4 separate regions of the Mus musculus genome follow, and all the other regions are linked to region 1. The links are chromatin contacts, called in public Hi-C, HiChIP or PLAC-seq and promoter capture Hi-C maps. All regions are on one chromosome and are shown on one strand. Each heading gives the region's core, a stretch centred on a gene start, on an enhancer-like site or on the middle of the called end of the contact. The rest is flanking DNA. Distances are from core to core; before and after follow the strand shown.

What was found. Promoter capture Hi-C pulls out the DNA fragments that hold promoters and counts their contacts. Hi-C and Micro-C count contacts between places; a contact is called where the count stands out from the background. HiChIP or PLAC-seq counts read pairs in DNA pulled down with a chosen protein or histone mark.
Region 2: a Hi-C map of liver shows a contact between it and region 1, with 1.8 times the contacts expected there. The contact joins the enhancer-like site here to the promoter of Ptgfr in region 1. A contact is called at or near these places in 3 of 39 promoter capture datasets (the 3T3-L1 cell line and 3T3-L1-derived adipocytes) and 1 of 484 Hi-C or Micro-C datasets (liver).
Region 3: an H3K27ac HiChIP or PLAC-seq map of the NIH/3T3 cell line shows a contact between it and region 1, with 2.3 times the contacts expected there. The contact joins the promoter of Dnajb4 here to the promoter of Ptgfr in region 1. A contact is called at or near these places in 2 of 39 promoter capture datasets (cranial neural crest and neural stem cells), 1 of 15 datasets of contacts at CTCF or cohesin (the NIH/3T3 cell line), 1 of 484 Hi-C or Micro-C datasets (muscle stem cells) and 2 of 115 datasets of contacts at active chromatin or transcription factors (the NIH/3T3 cell line and fibro-adipogenic progenitors).
Region 4: a promoter capture Hi-C map of cranial neural crest shows a contact between it and region 1. The contact joins the enhancer-like site here to the promoter of Ptgfr in region 1. A contact is called at or near these places in 5 of 39 promoter capture datasets (cranial neural crest, frontonasal cranial neural crest, liver and 2 more), 1 of 15 datasets of contacts at CTCF or cohesin (the NIH/3T3 cell line), 5 of 115 datasets of contacts at active chromatin or transcription factors (astrocytes, craniofacial prominence, embryonic hindbrain and 2 more) and 3 of 9 other capture datasets (adipose tissue, liver and pancreatic islet).

Annotation. Positions count from the first base shown.
Region 1 is chr3:151,835,886-151,839,301 of GRCm38.p6, reverse strand. It overlaps Ptgfr (prostaglandin F receptor), which reads left to right and starts at 1,774. Exons shown (of 3, transcript NM_008966.3): 1 at 1,774-2,000; 2 at 3,361-3,416.
Region 2 is chr3:152,227,810-152,231,225 of GRCm38.p6, reverse strand. It overlaps Fubp1 (far upstream element (FUSE) binding protein 1), which reads right to left. Exons shown (of 20, transcript NM_057172.4): 18 at 2,981-3,055. Among named protein-coding and RNA genes, the nearest start is that of Fubp1, 19 kb to the right of the region's middle. Within about 2 kb of position 1,780, at least 3 of the 459 cell types and tissues checked have an H3K27ac peak or open chromatin away from gene starts, as enhancers often do. A contact at or near this core is called in liver, where this site is marked.
Region 3 is chr3:152,191,981-152,195,396 of GRCm38.p6, reverse strand. Dnajb4 (DnaJ heat shock protein family (Hsp40) member B4) reads left to right here and starts at 1,552. Exons shown (of 3, transcript NM_025926.5): 1 at 1,552-2,020. The coding sequence starts at 1,810.
Region 4 is chr3:152,111,765-152,115,180 of GRCm38.p6, reverse strand. The region is part of intron 3 of Gipc2 (GIPC PDZ domain containing family, member 2); the gene reads left to right. Among named protein-coding and RNA genes, the nearest start is that of Gm40179, 6.3 kb to the right of the region's middle. Within about 2 kb of position 1,535, at least 114 of the 459 cell types and tissues checked have an H3K27ac peak or open chromatin away from gene starts, as enhancers often do. A contact at or near this core is called in the NIH/3T3 cell line, adipose tissue and astrocytes, where this site is marked.

The sequences.
Region 1 (3,416 bases), core at 525-3,024:
CAGCAATAAAACCAAAATGAGATATATTTTAAAAAGGCTGGTCAGCCTCTCATCTTCAGCTCTTCTGTTTTTGCCTGACGGCTTTTCTTTCTGTGGATTAACCCGTTTTGTAGCACTGTCTTTGGGGACTAGGAACTGGGAGTCAGATTAGGGTGGCACATAGGCCTGGGAGCAACATTAAAAGTTGTTCATTGTTCACTTTTTGAGAGCACCTTGCCCTGCTAATATTAATATGTCTAGTTTGTCTGAACTATGTGTTGGTTAAGGAATGGGGTTCTAAAGAGGGAATTCCAATAACAGATGCAGAATAGATTGAAGAAATGATGCAATTCCGGTAGTGCTTTGGAAAAGAAATCACAATTGCCTTGGTTTTATTGAGTGCTACAATTTGACATTGAATGAGCAGGCTGGTTCCTTCCCACCCAGTTCCACAGCACTGGTGTGAGATGCCCCTGTCTCCAAGCTGCAGAGATTCCCAAATCGAAATCTGGCTCTAGAATTCACTACTTCAAAGATTTGGTGAGAACAGGGGAATGACAGAGAAGACCCCCCCCCCCCCCATAGAGGGCCATTTCCACGAGAGAAACACAAGGAAAACCATCAACACACTGAGCTGCAACCAAGGACTGTTAATCATTAAAGGAAAGAGTGGCACTCCGTGTCACATTTTCAGTGTGGCTTGTGACAGGGTTGTTCTTTGGATACTGGCCATCCCGGGACACAGCATTTTCCAACTAATCAAAACATTGACCTCTCTGACCATACCCAAGTCACAGTTTAAACACGCTATGATAATATCAATTAAAACTGCTCTGTCTCCACCACAGGGGGAGAGTGTGCAGCCGGACTTTTCTACAGTTAATGGCTAATTTATTTTATCTTGCCTTTGCACTTTATGAGCCCTTTCGATCTTCAGGAATTTGGAAGCACCTTCTGGCTCTGGAATGGAGAAGCAGATTCCAGAACTCTTTACACAGCTAGTGACAACCTTTTGCTAGGGCCAGAAGGGAAATCGAGGTAATAGGGGCACACAAGTGCTGCGCTGGAAATGACATATTCAGAGGTGTGGATGTTATTAGCTAAAAAACAATCATAGTGAAAAGAACTCACATTGTACAAGTTCACACAGCACTATACGTTTAACAAGCTCAAATAACAGTTCTTAATGAAAAATGAGCGCGCCTTTACTTGAACACAAAGTACATTTTACAAAATCTATAAGGTGTATATCCTTTGTTGTGGATGTCACTAGAAATTCTCTCAAGGACTTCGAAGCTCCCAAAAGGTCTCGAATCCCAGGCCAGCAGGTGCTTAAGAACGCAGCTCTCACTTCCCTTTATACTCTTACCCGGCTTGCACTCCAGTGACAGTGGAGCCTAAGGCTGTTCCTCTTACAGCAGTTGCCCAGAACTTCTAATTCACTCCCTGTGGATATCTGCTAGAAGTTCTCTTTCAAACTGGCAGACCTTTACCCAGATTTCCGCGTCCCTTTTTGGTTGGACCTGGAATTAATTCATTCCCCATAAGCTGTACCCGACAATCCCACACACCAGGCTCTAAACATGCCTTGGTTTTCCTTGTTTCTGTCTTGAAGCTTCGGAAATGACCTCTTTCATTTGGAAACGAGTTTAAAGCAAAACTTTCCGTAGTTGCCTGGTGGCTAAAAGCGTTGTCTTCTGCTGCTCGGTGGCCAAAGCATCAGAGGACCGTGCAGCAGCCTCACCCTGTGCGGGCAGAGAAAGTGGGCGGAGAGGAGAGAGACGAGGAAGGGGCGGAGGTCACCCAGCCCTCCACCCTGCAGAGGCTGGGAGCATCTCTAGGTGCTCTGGAGTTCAGGACACAATAGGTCCTGCGGGTGATCCAGTGCTCAGAAGTGTCCTAGGGAGGAAAGAGAGGTGGAACCCGAGGTTGCGGCTGCGCAGGGCTGGTTGCGCCATGGAACACCGGGCTCAGCGCTCTTCTGCTCCGGACACAACCACTCAGTGGCTCAGGATGCCGAGGTAAAAACCCCGTGGCTGCATTCCCACGGCCGGATTCCCACGGTCCCTGGATTCTCCAGCTGAACCCAGGGTTGATAAACTCCGGTGGCAACAGCTGCAGGGGTCCCGCTGGAGAGCACTATAGGCTGAGACTGGCAGGGATTTTGGACCCAATTCGTGGTGTGCTATGAGGAAAGAAGGGCTTGGGGGCTTCACTGTAAGGATGGGGCTCAGTAGCAAGGATTTCCACCACCCTCAGGAGAGAAGCACGCACACAGGGCTACCCCTTTCTTTCCCTGAGATTCCCTGCTGGCTGCACTACATGGTCCTTACCCCGGCTGCCGCAGACCTTTGGCGCCCCCCAGGGTGGGAGGGAAAAGAACTCTCCGGAGTTTGAGAAATTGCAAAAAGTTTCAGCAAGTTGGTTAGGTTTAGAGGCAATGTTGCAAGCTGAGGCCCCTTGGGGTGTGGGCTTTGCAACTGTCGAAAGTAGAAATGTGAGTAAGACACCGAGGGGGCAGCCAGCCTCTTTCCTTCAGGCACCTAAAGCCTCTGGGCTGTCAAATCCCCAGCCTCCGGGAAAGCTGCTCTGGGAAAACAATCTAATTATCCAGTGGTGTGGTCCTGAAGCTAGCACGGACTTAGGACTCAACACATTAGGGGCAAAAAACCCAAACAGCAAACAGTACAGCATTTCTCACTGGAGGCTACAGTAACCTGACAGCACCCTTCCTCATCTTGGTGCAGGGATTTCTGCCCCGTGAAAGAAGGCTAGATCAGAAATCACAGCCTCAACACTCTTCCATGAGTCAAAGTGTGACTGAGTGTGAGGTGTGTGTGTGTGTGTGTGTGTGTGTGTGTGTGAGAGAGAGAGAGAGAGAGAGAGAGAGAGAGAGAGAGAGAGAGATTGATTCTGTTTGTTGCCCTTTCATGACCTTGGCTTTATGACCAGCAGGTGGATCAAGTACTTGGGGAGGGGTCAATGTCCCACAGAGAAAAGAACAGGATTTTAAAGGATTAGTTATTTCAATAGATTGCTATGCGTTAAAAACTCCATTGGTTTGAAATCTAACCTTCTTAGTGCTTTAGTAAGACTTCAAATGATTCAAGATGTCAAGGATACATCAGGATGGCTTTTTTTTTTTTTAGATTTCTCTCTCTCTTTCTAGGGAAGTGAACTGATGGTGTCAGTTTGGGCGGTATCTTTATCTTGAAAGAGAGACAACCAGAACAGATGCATGCTGGCGGCAGGGTCCTGCAACCTGACTTATGATAGGCTGGGCAAATCCACCCCATCCCAGGGTGCTGAGGCACTTGGTTCTAAATGTCAGATGACTGACTGGTAATTAGGTCTTTATAATTCCTGTCCTGTATGCTACAGATGTCTGCACTCCGAGACTGCACAGTTGTGACAGAGAGATGACTTGAGGGGACAGC
Region 2 (3,416 bases), core at 531-3,030, 390 kb before region 1:
ATGCGTATATGTGCCACCATACCTAGCTCACCACTCTTCTATCCATTTGGGTCACTATATTACTAGTCTTAAACTACAGAGAAGTACTGAAAGATATTTATGACACACACAATGAAGCAAAAGACATACTGAGTTTATATCACAGCTTTACTAAAAATAACCTGGCAGCTGAAATAAAGTTCAATGAAAGATGTAAAACTCAGCTTTTTTTTTTTAAAGATTTATTTATTTATTATATGTAAGTACACTGTAGCTGTCTTCAGACACTCCAGAAGAGGGTGTCAGATCTTGTTACAGATGGTTGTTGTGAGCCACCATGTGGTTGCTGGGATTTGAACTCCGGACCTTCGGACGAGCAGTAGGGTGCTCTTACCCACTGAGCGATCTCACCAGCCCAAAACTCAGCGTTTATTAGTAATTTTGTTTTAAGTGACCATTCTGAGTTATCAAATGATAAAAATCGAATTCTAGAAATACTTAATGAATTTTGTAAACAAGCAAGTTAACTGCAAATGAGTTTCTTTTTCTTTTTTTTCGAGACAGGGTTTCTCTGTATAGCCCTGGCTGTCCTGGAACTCACTTTGCAGACCAGGCTGGCCTCGAACTCAGAAATCTGCCTGCCTTTGCCTTCTTCTATCCCTCTGTACCTTATTCCCCTGCTCCTTTTACTGAATCCACAGTTGGCTAGCAAGCTCCTGCAACTGCTTCCCAACATGCAACAGTCATGATTGGCTTTTAAGATAGGTAGTGGGATTTGAACCCAGGTCATTAAGCACTCTTACCCATCTATCTCCTGAGCTTCTATTCTGAACCTTTTGCTTTAAGGTCTCTTAATTCATGATTATACTAAAAAATATATCAAGGACCATACTTTCAGAAAAAAATTGTAGTTAAATGTTTTACAGGGAAAAATGATTTTTATAACTATCATATAATTAAAAATACTAATTCAATGATTAATTAAATTACCTAAAACAGTATCTTTCAAGATCTATATGACAGGGAATTGTTCAGTTAGTCTTTTTTTGCTCACAGGATTAAGATCTTCAACATAATTACAAAAAAGCACAAATGAAGAAAATGAGTCTCCAAATAGTTATCCTGCACGATGCTGCTGTCTGTGTGTGTCTGTCTCTATGTATGCCAACTGATTGATCGGTAGACATAACAACCAAGAACAGGAATTCGGGCTGGGAGACGGCTCAGCGAGTAAGAGTACTACTCTTCTCAAGGTCCTGAGTTCAAATCCTAGCAACCACATGGTAGCTCACAACCACCCATAGTGAGATATGATGCCCTCTTCTGGTATGTCTGAAGTCAGCAACGGTGTACTTATTTATGACAGTAAATAAATCTTTGGGTCGGATTGAGCAGAGTTCTTAAAATTCAATTTCCAACAACCATATGAAGGCTCACAACCATCTGTACAGCTACAGTGCATTCATATACATAAAATAAATAAATCTCTAATAATAATAATAATAATTAGAAGAAGAGGAATTCACAGAACTGTGTGCTGGAAAGTGCTAGAATATTAAAAACTAAAACCTAATTGAGTTAAAATACCTACTCTCAAAAGTCCTAGTCAATATACTTTTTAAGAATACAGAATGCAAAATATCTATAAAACTTATTTGAAGTCATGTAAACAAATAACATGACATAATCGAGCACAGACAAATACCTTACTCTGTCTTAATTACGTAGTCCAGTTACCAGGTTTCTACCCAATCAACACTCACACAGTAAAAACAAACAATGGAGTTAGCGCACTTTCACCTTGGCATGCTCAGCTTCTTATAAACAAGTAGCACTATTTCAGCACGGCTACCACGGAATGATTAATACATTTCCATCTACTCTCAAAAATATCACAGTTCAGAGAAGAAATTATGTAAGCATTCTAATTACACACAATATTGTTTTAAGGTTTCAAGTTTCTTCCCCCCAGGCCCCAAACAGGGTTTCTCTGTGTAGCCCTGGCTGTCCTGGATGGAACTCACTCTGTAGACCAGGCTGTCCTCGAACTCAGAAATCTGCCTGCCTCTGCCCACCAAGTGCTGGGATTAAAGGTGTGTGCCACCACGCCCGGCAGGTTTCAAGTTTCTAGTGCTAAGGTCCATCTGTTAGAACCTGCCTGCGATCAGTGAGGTTAAGAAAAGTTATCAGCCCATCTGTTCACTGCAGAAGTTTGTTATCACATTTCCCCAAACAGTTGTTCTGAAAGGAACTTTGTCGAAAGCTGTATCACCGACAAGAAATACATTAACACAATCACTATGGTTATGTTAAGAATTACGTTCAATAGTTGTCAAAATCTTTTTAAAAGGTCACCCTTTTTTCCTTTTCAATGCATGCAAATGTTTAGAAATGTAAAGCAATGTCACTGTGGGCTAATTTTATGCTTATTTTGCAGTAAAGCCAGTGATACAACTACTTTGCTGGCCTAAAATTTAATCTCATTCCATTTAGACCACTACACAAAAGTACAGTAATAAAGCCATATATTATTACCTAGTAAGGAAATGCCAGGTTTTAATTATTAACTTGCTGACAATTGTATTTCTCTGCCATAAGCACAATTATAAGAATTTCTTGAATTGCTCTTAATATGTCTTAACTTCCAGTCAATTTCAGGATGTCACCTTTCCTGTTTATTATTATTTTTGTTTTTCAAGATGGGGTTTCTCTGTCTAAGAGTCCCAAGTGTCCTGGAACTTGCTTTGTAGACAAGGCTGGCCTCAAACTCGGAGATCTACCTTCCTCTACCTTCCAAGTACTGGGATTAAAGGCAGGTATCACCACTGCCTAGCTTGTTTAATATAAACTTTAACATTATAAAAACATACGGATGAGTTACCTCAAGTATTCTTTTTTAAAAACAAGCAAATGTTTTGTTACTCATCTCTAGCTTTGTAATGTGTATTTACTTCCGTTTAGTTACTAAGATAAAGGATAAGACGTAAACTGTAGAGCATACCCATTTTCTTGTAGTATTCTTCCCAAGCCTTTGTATAATCAACCTGTCCAGCTGGAGCTGGAGCCTGCTGATCTCCTTTTTAAAAAACAAACAAACAAAACAAGATTTAAGTTTCTGAAGGTTGTTATGCACTTTTGCTTCTACACCATCAGTACTGTAATTAGCACTGTCTACACCACGGAGTTGTGCAAGTGTTTGTTGGGAATACATGACAAGTGGGTATAGAAGGGGTGGACACAGAAACTGGGAATAGTAAGTAAATGCACACAAAAGAAATATAGAACATGGTTTCTATCCATTTTTAAGGACAGTTCAAGCATGGTTCATCCCTTGATATCTCCTGCACACATTTTTAGAAAAGCCACAAATAGCTTTGAAGCACTAATTTTAAAGATTAAATGAAAAAGTAGTATATAATCATGTGATTTTTAGTAGA
Region 3 (3,416 bases), core at 303-2,802, 360 kb before region 1:
AGAGTTTTAATTACCTCTGGCCCATCCACCTGTCATTAAAATAGAGTAGCATTTGACTTCAACATACTATTATGCACAAAAACTTTGTTGCTGTTAACATTGATAAAATAATCACATTTAAGCTTTTTGATATACATAAAAATAAATTTATGCTTTTCTGAGTCCTGAATTATTGCATGATACAGCAGGCTAGATACTTGTAATAAAACAAGGAGAATTCGAGCTTCATGTTAATAGAAGAATTCAATTTTTAAATGCAGTTAATTTACTAATTGTAGTTTCTCTTCTCTTCATAGTCTCTCTCAAGTCTACCCCCTACACCTGTATTAGCAGGTAGATATTTATAGGTGAGTGTGATGGCATATGCACTTTCAGAGTCGCACTCTCATGATGACTGCTGATGTTAACTTCCCCATGGTCTTTGGGACATGGAATGTGAAAAAGAAATGTTTGATCCTGATCCTTTCTCTGTGATAACTCCAGCTTGTGTCAAGTTGACACACAAAGCCAGCTGGTACAGATTGAAAACCCACAAAAGAGATAAAAGATGAGTTATTTACATTCAAAATATTTCTCATCTATTCAAGATACATTTTTAAAGAAGGAAAGCATCAGATAACATATAAATGTAAAATGATTAAAACTGTTGATTTAAAAAATTACAACAAATCGCAACAAATGTTTTTTAAAGGTATGAAATATACTAATATTACAAGGGAATACTAAAAAGATAGGGAGAAAACCCCCCCCCACTTGTTTCAAAAAAATCTTTGTCAACAAGTAAATACTTAAAATTAGGGGAAATGTGTTTTGAAGGAACTTGTTACCTAACTGCCTCTCCTAACTAATCCATCCAGGCCGTAAACTGGTCCCGGGTGACAGTTACACTGACCTGAGCGTGCTGGAATCTGATCCTCTCTCCCCTACATTCCCTGCAGTATAAAGACCCCCTCAGAATGGGCTTTTCCGTTTCATTGTGATAAGGAATGGTTTATTAAGTATTATCCCCCCTCCAAAAAAAAGAACCCCTAGTTAAAACCATTCTTAAGTCACCTATTTATGTTAAAATACTGCTTTTCAATGTTATAACAGTCCTTTTACCATGTGACATTTTATATAGTGGCTCCCTCACTTTTCAGATCGATAGACCCCAGAAATTTTGAAAATGACCCAAATTATTTGAAGATTTTAAATGTAAACACCTCATATTTTAGTTCTGCACATTTTATAGCTAGGTAACTTGAAATTGAAGTTAGAATACCTACTGTAAGTTGAGGGCTTTTCTGACTGTATAATCAGTTTAACATGGGATGCCTAATGGCTATAATTATTTCTGTTGCCTTTTTACCTCTAATGGAGTAAATGTATATGTAGTTGCGGCATTCTGTGCTGGTTTGCTAAATCCACAGGAAATAAAAGGGTACAGCTAGGACGAAGGAAAGGGAATAGTTAATCGTGGAGGAGGAGAGGCACAGCTCAGTACTTTGCCTAGAGGCCGCTGGGAAAGTGACGTCCTGTAGCGTTCGTTCGTTCGCTGTTCTAGAAAGTACAGAGACACGTAGTTGAAGTGGGAGGGTCTAGCTGAGGCCGTCTCCGTGCGGTGTCTATTTATCTGTAAGTGAGCTGCCGGGGAGGAATTAAATAGAGACGCTGCCTGCTGCCTCTGGACAGCTGAGCCGAGTTGCTGATTTGCTTTAACTTGTAAGATACCCAGCTTGCTTTATTTTCTCAGGATCATTGTGTTGCTAAGCCTGGGGACGCTGTTTTCTTTTACAAAGGGAAATCTAAGTTCATTTCAAGGCATTCGAAATGGGGAAAGACTATTATCACATTTTGGGAATTGACAAAGGAGCTACAGATGAAGATGTTAAAAAGGCTTACCGAAAGCAAGCCCTCAAATTTCACCCGGACAAGAACAAATCTCCTCAAGCAGAGGAAAAATTTAAAGAGGTCGCAGAAGCGTATGAAGTACTGAGTGATCCTAAAAAGAGAGAAATATATGATCAGTTTGGCGAAGAAGGTAAGCTGCATATTTCTGTACCTTTGGCAGTGTCTGAATCGTAGCTTTTTTTTTTCTCTCTCTCTCAGCCTTCTGGTTATCGTTACATGAGAACATCAGACATACTAAAATAAAAAGAAAAATAACAGGTTAAAACTAAGGTTTAATCCTTGATTATTTGAATGAGCTATGAATGAAATGTCATGTTTGTCTTTGTGGGTTTTTTTCTTAGAATATTGTATTATTCATATTCTCCTGTTAGACTTATTGTTTTAGCATTTTATATTTTAAAAGAAACCTTAAATTCTCATGCCTGTGAATGAATTGTTTAAAAGTCTTATGCAACCTGTTTTGTTTTTAATGATTTTATTGCCAGAATTAATAGAATCTTCAGTCACTTAAAATTTTAAGATCGGCAATTCAAATTCTGGGCCATTTATGTTTTATTTAGAAAAACAAGAAGTTTTTTGTCCTTTTAGAGCGACGCTAGTTGAAACTGAACAAGACGGAGTGGTGTGTCGTAGAAGCAGAAGGCACAGGCATTTAGCTTCTAGTTGTTTTTGGCAATCTGCCTAGAGAGGAAAGAATTTCCCTGATGTCATAAAATACCAGAACAAGTTTTTAGCTTAATTATAAACAGTTAATATTGTGCCAGGAGAACAAGATCTCTCTCTCTCTCTCTCTCTCTTTCTCCCTCCCTCTCTTCCTCCCCCCCCCCCCCCGCCCTCCCGCCCTCCCTCTCCTTCTCTAACCCAAAATGGCCACCTAGTTGGAACAATGACTGAGTTTGTTTTAGTTAACTATTTCTTTTGGAAATTTTACTATGTGGCTGAAGAGGAAGCATGACAGCTGCCCTTTCCCTCAGCCATACTTTTTTTCTTGCCTTCTGAGATCAGGACTCAGTGAGCTCAGTAGCCTTTGAGAATCTCCTTTTACCATTCCGAATTTTGTCCAGCATCTCCATAAATGTCCATAAATGTCGTAAATGTGGCCATAAAGTAGGAGTTTGAAATTGTCAGTCAGCAGCAGCGGCAACCATGCATTAGTTCACGTGAGTTCTGGGGTTTTCAAGTGTTAAAACAGACTAAAGTTCTTTTGCATTATTCTTCCCCTAATGTCTTTTAAGTCACGGTGGCTATGGAAACATACTGTTTTCCCCTTGTTTATAGCATTTAAACACCAGATTTCCCTAATTAGAAGTCCTTCAAACAGGGCCATGCATTAAGCAAACTAAACCGACAACTCAGAGCAGTGGTGGGCCCTTTTCCTCCTGCTTTAATTTTGGGTCAGTCCCAAGCATGCTGCTGCCTGTGGTTGTAATTCGTGCAAATCCACAGTGTCAAGTTCTTACAAAGTGAGTGAGTAATTACAAGAAGCAAGATGTGGATAGTTGAGGCTGTCTGTTCCCCATGGTCAC
Region 4 (3,416 bases), core at 286-2,785, 280 kb before region 1:
TACAAGCACCGTATGTGCATAACACTCATGAATGCATCAGACATAATTGCTAACTCCCAGTTTAGAGCCTTGGCCCAAGGGAACGCCCTTCATGCCCAGCCCTTTGATCTGCTGCCAAGTATCCTGAGCAGCTCAGGGCTCACAGCAGTCGGAGGGAAGTTTTAGATGAATCATCCCAGGCAGGCCAGAGAGAGAAAGCGCAGAGTCACCCGGCTGGGCGGGACTGTGCAACTGCCCTCTCCTTGCTTCTGAAGTCTTTGACTTTGCAGAACTCATGGGCTGGACCGGTTTCTCCTCTGCTCTGTTCAGTCCTCTCTGCCGTTGGCTGTGGTCATCTCGCGTCTTTACCCCTGGTGGCTGGGTGTCTGCTCAGACACCACTTTTAAAGGAAGATTCTGACCCCCCCCTTCTCTCTCTCTCTCTCTCTCTCTCTCTCTCTCTCACACACACACACACACACACACACACATACTCAATGCACGTTTGTGTATGTGCATAATTAAAAATAATCGCAAGATTGTAGAGTTAACACAGCAGTTCTATAAAATGACACCCGTTGGTTTCAATGCTGTGTAAAACCACTCTCTTCCTGTGGGATAAACCGGTGGTAGGGTCTGCTCCTAGTGAACCTGGCTTGTATTTGTCAGTCCCTGAGATCTGTCTGTTCTGGGAACCCAGGGACGGCAAGCATCCCTGGATTTGCAGCTTGGAGTCTGTTGCAACGTTCTGCCAAGCTCTGTCGTCCCACTCAAGATGGAGGCAGGTTAGGGGAGGGCTGTGTTTCCCTTTCTGGGATGGAGGGGGCAGAGGCCAGAGTTCTGGGATTACATCCATCACCCTGGCTCTCCACAGCACTGTTCTTCCCCTGCAAGGCCTCCTGCTAATGGGACAGCCTCTAGAGGATCTCCTGTGTGGAGCATCTGTGAAGGCTTTGCTGCATCTCTCTGTTTTGGGGACTCTGAGTGGAACCCTATTAGGCTTATCTACTGCTACTCCCAATTGAAGGGAGCCATTATATGGCTTTATTTGAGAGGGGTGAAAATATATGCGAATGAAGACAAAGAGACAGAGACAGAGGGAGAGAGGCCTGTGCTTCTGATGTTTGGAGTGAACTTTTTGAACTTATGAAGAAGGACCTTCGCATGTTTCCCATTTTCAGAAAGAGTGTGAATGGCTTTGTTCTGGAGGGAGTGAAGAGCCTCCCTCCCCCCCTCCCCACCTCCTTCCCTCCCTCCATTTCTGCCTCCCTCCCTCCTTCCCACTCCCAGTCACCCTTCACCCTCTCTCAACCATTGGGCAGCCACAGCAGTCTGCTAGTAGGTGTAGGCTGCCCGGCCCAGAGTCCTCCATGCATTCGCTCTGTGGGAGCCTGCTCAGCCCTGTAGACAACATTCTGCTTACAGATAAGGATTTTACTCCTCAAGCTGTAGCTGCAAGCTCCGAGGATGCTGGCTTAGTTGAGAGTCTACAGTCCATGCTTTTAATCACTGCCTGTGGGCCATGGTGCACATTGACCAAAGGGCGATTGCTGTACAGGGTAAACCATTAGCCACGGCCATTAGAACATGACTGTAAGCTATGACGTTGTGTGAAAACCAAGTGTACCATGGGGGCCGTCAGATCTCAGTGGAAAGTCCCCATAGATGTCCCAAAAGGTCAGGGCAGTTGGGCTTGGTGGCTCATGTCTGTAATCACAGTACTCAAGAGGCCAAGGCAGGAAGATCATTGGAGTTTGAAGCAGGCCTGTGCTATATAATGAATTCCAGCAGCTCACCCTGAGCTGGTAAGTAAGAAGAAAAGAGAAAGAAAAGGAAAAAGAAAAAAATATGGTTAAAGGGCCAGATCATATTTTTGAGGAGTTAGAAAAAATGAAATGAGCCCATACATTCAGCTGAAATTTAATGAGAAACATATTTTAAAAATTACATCAGTTTTGAACCGTAAGAGATTAATTTCTTTTTTTCTATGTTACTAAAATACTGATTTTTTTTTCTCTTTCACTTTCTTTATAAATGGCTTCCAGCCATCTAGGATGTAACCCTTCTCTATGGTCTCTTGTGTGCTCGTAAGATTTTGTTTTGCCTTTCCTCCTGACTTCTGAAACTTAAACAGAAGTTCTAGGTGGATCCCAGGGTCTCAGGTGTGCCAGGCACAGGCTCTGAGCTATGCCTCACTCCCTGGACTCTCTTGACCGCTCAGGTAGCGTTCAGTCCCTTTGTGCCTACTGTTTGCTGAGATCCTGTTCTTTGCCCCTGCCCTCAAGTGTGGCATCATACTCCAGGCTAAGTCCTTCGTGGCATGAAGAACCGGGAGAGTGCCACTTCCTCTTGCTACTGAGGAGCCAAGCCACGTTGCTAATGCTTGTCCTGAGACACAACAGGCTTTCGAATCAGTTTTGTCTACACTGATTTCCCTGGGATTCACATCCTGGCTTTGGAGTGGGACTGGAGACGAACGCTTTTCTTCCTACCAGACAGCTAAGATTGAGTTTGTAGGCTTGCTAAAAATGCCAGCTGATCGTCACTAAAGCAATTCACGTCTGTATGAATGCTGCACTTTAATTTGAGACATAAAAATGTACATTATAGCTGGGCGTGGTGGCGCACGCCTTTAATCCCAGCACTTAGGAGGCAGAGGCAGGCGGATTTCTGAGTTCGAGGCCAGCCTGGTCTACAAAGTGAGTTCCAGGACAGCCAGGGCTATACAGAGAAACCCTGTCTTGAAAAACCAAAAATAAATAAATAAATAAATAAATAAATAAATAAAGTACATTATTTTACAATTCTCGACCTAAAAGGGCTTTTATTCATCATCAGTATCATCATTATTTGTTTTCACTCATCATTAGTCATTATTAGTGTGTATGTTGTATGCAAGGCACATTTATGGAGGGCAGAGGATGTGTTTATTTTGATCCTGTGGATGGGACTCAGGTTACTAGGCTCATGTGGCAAGCATCTTTGTCCTTTAGCTCCTAAAAGGCCTTTTCTTTTCTTTTCACACAAACCAGAATGTGTGAAATCTTCCCTCCCCAGCTTGCTTCATTCCTTCCTTCAGGTCTCATGTAGCCAGGGTTGGCCTTGAACTCAGATCTTCCTGCCTCTGGCTCCTGAGTGTAACTGCCACCACACCTAACTGGACTTCTTTCTTATATAATCACAACGTTAAGGAACACATGTGAGTTCTTTCATTAAAAAGAAGAGCCTGGTTTGTGAAATGACCATGACTGTAATACTTTTTCCAATCTCCTAGGGCCACCCACTTGCCTTCGTTTTTTTTTTTTTCTTCAACTCTTACAAAGTTGCTCCAAAGCACTTAACCTAATTTTTTGGGTAATTATAGCTCCCCGTGTCATCAGCTCGTGTTCTTTAAAATTAAATCACATAATTAGAGTGACAGACATCACAGCTATGAGA